Regions from separate parts of the Mus musculus genome. Here region 1 is linked to region 2. A link is a contact called in public HiChIP or PLAC-seq data. All regions are on one chromosome and are shown on one strand. The core of a region is the stretch at or near the end of the contact, and the rest is flanking DNA. Distances in the headings are between cores, read along the strand shown.

Region 1 (2,700 bases), core at 123-2,622, 110 kb after region 2:
AGCTCATCTCAACTCAACTCTTAGGCCTGAGTCTCCCAAGTGCAGACCCCAAACTCACTTTGCTCATCTCCCCAAAATGGATCAGGGTCACTGTTGGCCAGTCCCCACCCTGACAAGTTCCAATTCTATCACACAAGGCCTACCCACAGATCAGAAGAAAATTTCTTTGATGAAAAACAATGGAACCCTCCCTAATACCATTGAGGGAGGGCTTCCTGGGAGTGTTCTACCTGCCTCGATGTCAAGGAAACAAGAAGCTAAGCCTTTCTGAGGCTGGGGCCTTGGGCCACTCATCTGATGAAAAGGAGCATTTTCCCAGACTGAGGTAAAACTTCCCAAGTCTCATCAGAGACCAGCAACATTGACAGGAAATAGTCTGTTTCGTTGGGAACCAAACTTTACCTTGGAGATTGTATCACTGAAACTATCTCTAGGCTGCGGTGAACATCTGATGTATGCTCAGCTTTACAAACAGCCTTTAGATAAAGCCTTTCAAATGCCAGATGAGCATTTGACAAGAAACAATAAAACGTCTCAACAGGCATCTACAATTAAGGTAAGGACTCTGGGACTTCCTAGACATACTAGAGAGTTTCTACTGACAGATACATTCTTACATCACTATAATTTTTACGACAAACGTATCTGGCTGGCATCCCACTGACTTGAAAAGCTTCAAAGTCTGAAAGAACAAATAATTAACTGTGGTCTCCCTCTAAGACCAAACAACATCCCTGAAAAGGAACTGTTTGAAAAGCAGCTCCAGGCAGGACACCGAGATGGCTCTGTAGCACTTGCCAGCAACCCTGATGACCAAGTTCAGTTTCTGGAGAGAACTGATTTCCTGGAAGCTGTTCTCAGACTGCCACGCCATGCCTCCCCCTAAGTAAAATAAATAATTGTAATTTTAAAACTAAGTAGTCCCAGGAAGGTAGCAGACGCCTGGGGGAAAGGTCTGAGATTCAAAAGTGAGAGTTCAATTTGTAGAGCATTTTGTAGAAGTGGAATATGCATCAGGCCAGGTCGCCTGGCTGTGGACCCAGCCTCAGAAGCTCTTCCGCTAGCAGCTGACCTTTGAACCATGGCCACTGCAAAAATTGACGCTGTAACTCTGAGGAGATTTCCGGTTGTTCTGAACCAAACAAAGATCTCCAAAGATGTAAGGCAAACACCATGTCTGCCTTCTCCCTCCTATGACCTACATACACCACCATGTATAAATGTTAAAGGCTGGGTGTTTGGCCATTTTCAAAATGGTGTTGCTATGAGCGGGACGTTAATCTGAAGTGTCTAAAACAGAGAGTGAGTCAGCACTCTGATTCCATCCTGACATGTCATGCATGCACGGCAGAGACACAGAGCCAAAACCTCCGCCCAGAGTCCCACATACCTGTTCACACAGTTTCAGAGAATGTGACCGCAGAGATATACACTGTAAGGCTACGACTGAAAGTCATCTTTTTCTTCTTTCACTAGAGTCCCGTTCCCTATCCTCTTCCCTTTCCCCTCCTAGCTGGTGGTGTGCAAGATTTCAGCCTTTAAATACATTAAGTCAAAATGTTATCTCCCCAGTGAAAATGAGAATTTTGTTCTGTTTGTTGCTGCATCCCAGCACCTCAGAGAGGGCCTGGAGCACAGTAAGTGCTCATCAAATATTTACTCAGTAAATGAATAACATTTCTAAAGCGGCTAAGTAGACAGTGTGATAGACGGGAAAGGACAAACATCTTCCTACATACAGTGTAGTAGAAGGCACTAGAACAACTAAAGGTTCAATTGCTCTGAAAGGAAAATGAGGGCAGCAATAATCACCTGACCCACGCCCACGCTCCTCAGGAAAAAAAAAATCTCTCTCTATGCCACTTATCCAACCAACCAAAAATACAGGTCATACCCGAGAGTTCATACTATAAAGACTATCACAATCACAGCTTTCATGCTGTGCCATAGGAAAAATATTGATCATGTAAAAGGACAGCGGCCAGGTCTCTTGCAGAGGACCCTTAACCTAAGCTCTGTGTGCCCAACTTCGTCATCTCCACATTCTGAGATATGATCAGAATGTTCTTGATAGCATTTACCTGGCTCGACTGGAGTGCAATAAAATGACAGGCCAACCGAGTACTCAGGACACACAGGCAACCTTGCTATGTCAAGCTGGAGGCATGCAGTCCTAAAGACTCAGTTTGATGCAAACAGGGGGGTCAAAGGTCACAGAGACATGTCTGTGTGACTGACACTAGCACCACCTAAACTCTCCCAACTAATGACTTCTGATTTTTTTTTAGGTGAGGATAATAAGAAAAAATTCAAAGCCTTAAATCATTTTTTTCTAAATTTTCAAATTTCTACTTACAAAATGGAAAGATGGCTTACCTCAAATAGTGCTTGCAAATCTTACTGTGATATGAACAACACAACTTTATCCCAATTCAAGGAGGATGTGATTCCGATCTGTCCTGGACTGTGCCCATCAGGGCGGGTTCTGACAGTAGCATGATACAGACTGCCTTCAAGAGGCTCTTGGGCAGAATGAACAAAACGAACCACCTAAAAATACTCAGGGTCAAGGGCACTATAAGAACATATTGCCTTCTGATAAAAATGAAAATTTTCATCATGGTTCATGACATCTGACTAAATGCCCCTGTCTTAGTCAGGGTTTCTATTCCTGCACAAACATCACCAAGAAGCAAGTTT
Region 2 (3,017 bases), core at 248-2,747:
TCAATTCCCTATGGCTTTTCATAATTTTAGAAGATGAACGATTCCTATTTCCTATATTTGAAATTATGTACATGATTTGTTCATTTAATTAGCATACTTGTCAGTTTTAATCCATTTTCCTGTCAGAACAACTGAAGATGACTAAGAGTTATGAACGCCCCTTTTAAAGGACTATATTATACAGTGACAATGTGGACACAGAACAACAGATGCAAGGATGTAGACACACGGGGTGGGGTGGGAAAGGTTGGCCTTTTCAACAAAAGGTGCTGCCTGCTGGGTATTCACTGGGGGTGGCGGGAAAAGCAAACACAAGTCTTGACGGTCTATACCATTAAAAAAATCAATTCCAACCCGACTGATGGCCTAAATGTCACAGGAGAAGAAAACATTGATAATCTTAGGTAAGCAAGTGTCTCTTAAACAGGAAACCAAGCTCTAGTCAGAGCTGGTAATTAGACTCCATTAAGAAGAATCTCTGTGCACCAAAAGGCCCTGATCAGGCCACAGAAAAGTAGCCACAGACTGTGAGAAGACACGTCATCACCAGGAGCTCACCAATACAAAGGAAAAGCAGCCAACAGGAAAACTGACCAAAATGCTTAACTAGGGACTCTGCCAGAGCATCTAATTGGATAATACTGACCAGGCAAGGAAGCTTTTTAGTGATCAGAAAGCACAAATGACAAGCAGGGATCACCAGAGCCAGAATTAAAGACGGTCACTATCAGGTGCAGCAGCCCCTTCCCAGAGCAGATTCTTCAGAAATCAGCTTTGAGAGTCACCACAGCTCTGATCCAGCTGTTCTGAGGTAGTTAGTCAGCAGGGATCCGTGCACATACTCACATTCACAACAGCCCAAAGTGCAGCAGCCAGGAGATTAAACTGGGTCACGCACGCACGCATGCACGCACGCACGCACGCACGCACGCACACATGCACTCGCAGACCTCCGTCATGTTGAGCTCTTACAAGATCTCACTTGAAAATGGGAAAGCTTACTGTATTAAAAGACGACATTTCCATCAGTGGAGAATTTTGATTGGGGTGAAGTTTCTGGGTGCTGTATCCCAGAGCCTGTTCTGAGTGTTACAGGTTGTGGTTACTTCAATGTATACCTTTCTCTATGTACGGCATTCCAAGAACTACTTTAAGCTAACATGCCCGATTTATTAATTGCTGAAGAACTCTCATCTCCAAAAGGAAAAAAAAAAAAAAAACCAAAAAACAAAACAAAACAAACAAACAAAAAAAACCAAACCCAAACTTGTTTAGGCTTCTGCTGAATTTTATGGAACTGAGCTGAGGGGAATCTGGCCACCACAACAGCGGAAAAGTTAATGAGAAAGCATGGTTATGGCTTATGCTACGTTGTGACTAATTCCACATCATTTGGAAATGATCTTCAAACCAGGAAGGAGACAGGCGAACCCTCCAAGGACCGGAGGAAATGTGCTTGAAACAAGCCGTCCGTCTTTCTCCTGCGTGGCTGTTGAGAGCAGAAAGGAATGCTGACTCACGAGGCGTGCCTCCCTCCCGGGAGAGACAGAAGAGTGTTAGGATCAGATGCAGAGGCAGCAACAAAGCAGAAGCCACAGCTCCTCAAAGAATCTCCATGACTTATAGCTGCACTGCACCAGGACAGAAGAGCCAAACGGCTTTTTCCTTCTTTTCCCTTCCACTCGTCTATTCCTGTTTTAGTGAACTGAATGTTGTAGTATTTACAAAAATGTAACATCCAACTTAAACACACAGGCTCAAGACCCCTTAAGAGACTCAACAAGGAAGCCACTTAGCCCTCCACTAAAGGGAAGACTTGTTACCTAAAATTTCACCAAAGCTATGAAATACCTTACCCGTTATTTAAAGAGAGATTAAAGAACAATTATATTGTTCTAAGAGCATTTTAAGCTATGCTTTAGTTATCAGAATATTTAATTCCACGGGTTTTAGAGACATCAGCACACTACTGAAATGATATGGAAGTAAAAGGCTTCATTGTCTTAGACTGCAGGAGAACCCTCGATGATGAGGGCATGCTTCATGAGAACACTTGGGCTACTTTTTGCTCTTACAATACAGACCATCACCCCTGGAGATAAATCAGAGACATTCTAAAAGTCTGACATAAATACAGGAATCAGTTTTCTAGAGCGCATCTATGTATCTCCACATTCCTTCTTCACACAGTGTTGGCAGCAATTTGTAAAGAGTAACTCTGTTAGTCCACTCCCCACAGTAGCAACTATGCCCTGGATCCCTATTGTCTGGTTTCTCAGCACAGCATCTATTAATAACTCCCAGGAGTCACTTCAGGGCTGAAGAAACTTCTGAGTGACACTCAGGAACAGGCTGGGGCTATGTGGCCTGGCCAGGGTGTCTCAGAATTTGAGTGCCACGACATACTTTCTCTCTCCAATGCAGAGATCAGTGACATTCCCTAAAGGGCCCAGTAACAGTCATGTGCCAACTTCTGCACAGACAACAGAGGTTTTAAATTTTGAAACAGGACCTCATTACTGGCCCCGCACTCAGAGACCCAGTGGCCTCTACCTCAAAGTGCTGGAATTAAAGGTGTGCACTACTAAACTTGGCAGAAGAAGGTTTTAAAACCTAGCAAGTTGTATTGATACAAGGTGACTCCAGTATTTTCCTTGGTGGTTCTCAGAGTTGGGGTTCTTTTGAGAAACAGTCTAACCCCAGGACCGAGGGATTAATACTCTAAATCGAAAATTTCTGAATATTTACTCTCATCAATCCCTTTCATCGTCCCATGAACTGGGATTACTCTCCACCTTCATACACAAGGAAGCAAGGGTTTTCTAACACGTAAAGGCACAGTTCATATAGAGTGAGTTCTGTGACCAAGAGAACTTGATAGAGCAATGTAACAGAAGGCATATGAAAAATATCCCCCTAGTTCCCCTGTAAATAAGGTCTTCTAAGCCTGTTCACAGTGTTGTTTAGGACTAAATAGAAACTGTTTACCTTTGCTGAATGCTACTGTTGCAAAGCAC

What was found. HiChIP or PLAC-seq counts read pairs in DNA pulled down with a chosen protein or histone mark.
Region 1: an HNF4G HiChIP or PLAC-seq map of pancreatic cancer cells shows a contact between it and region 2. The contact joins two enhancer-like sites. A contact is called at or near these places in 1 of 484 Hi-C or Micro-C datasets (nephron progenitors), 2 of 115 datasets of contacts at active chromatin or transcription factors (embryonic stem cells and pancreatic cancer cells) and 3 of 9 other capture datasets (adipose tissue, liver and pancreatic islet).

Annotation. Positions count from the first base shown.
Region 1 is chr1:51,855,034-51,857,733 of GRCm38.p6, forward strand. All of the region lies in intron 3 of Myo1b (myosin IB), which reads right to left. Among named protein-coding and RNA genes, the nearest start is that of Myo1b, 60 kb to the right of the region's middle. Within about 2 kb of position 1,373, at least 45 of the 459 cell types and tissues checked have an H3K27ac peak or open chromatin away from gene starts, as enhancers often do. A contact at or near this core is called in pancreatic cancer cells and pancreatic islet, where this site is marked.
Region 2 is chr1:51,746,179-51,749,195 of GRCm38.p6, forward strand. No RefSeq gene overlaps it. Among named protein-coding and RNA genes, the nearest start is that of Gm31636, 130 kb to the left of the region's middle. Within about 2 kb of position 1,498, at least 133 of the 459 cell types and tissues checked have an H3K27ac peak or open chromatin away from gene starts, as enhancers often do. A contact at or near this core is called in pancreatic cancer cells and pancreatic islet, where this site is marked.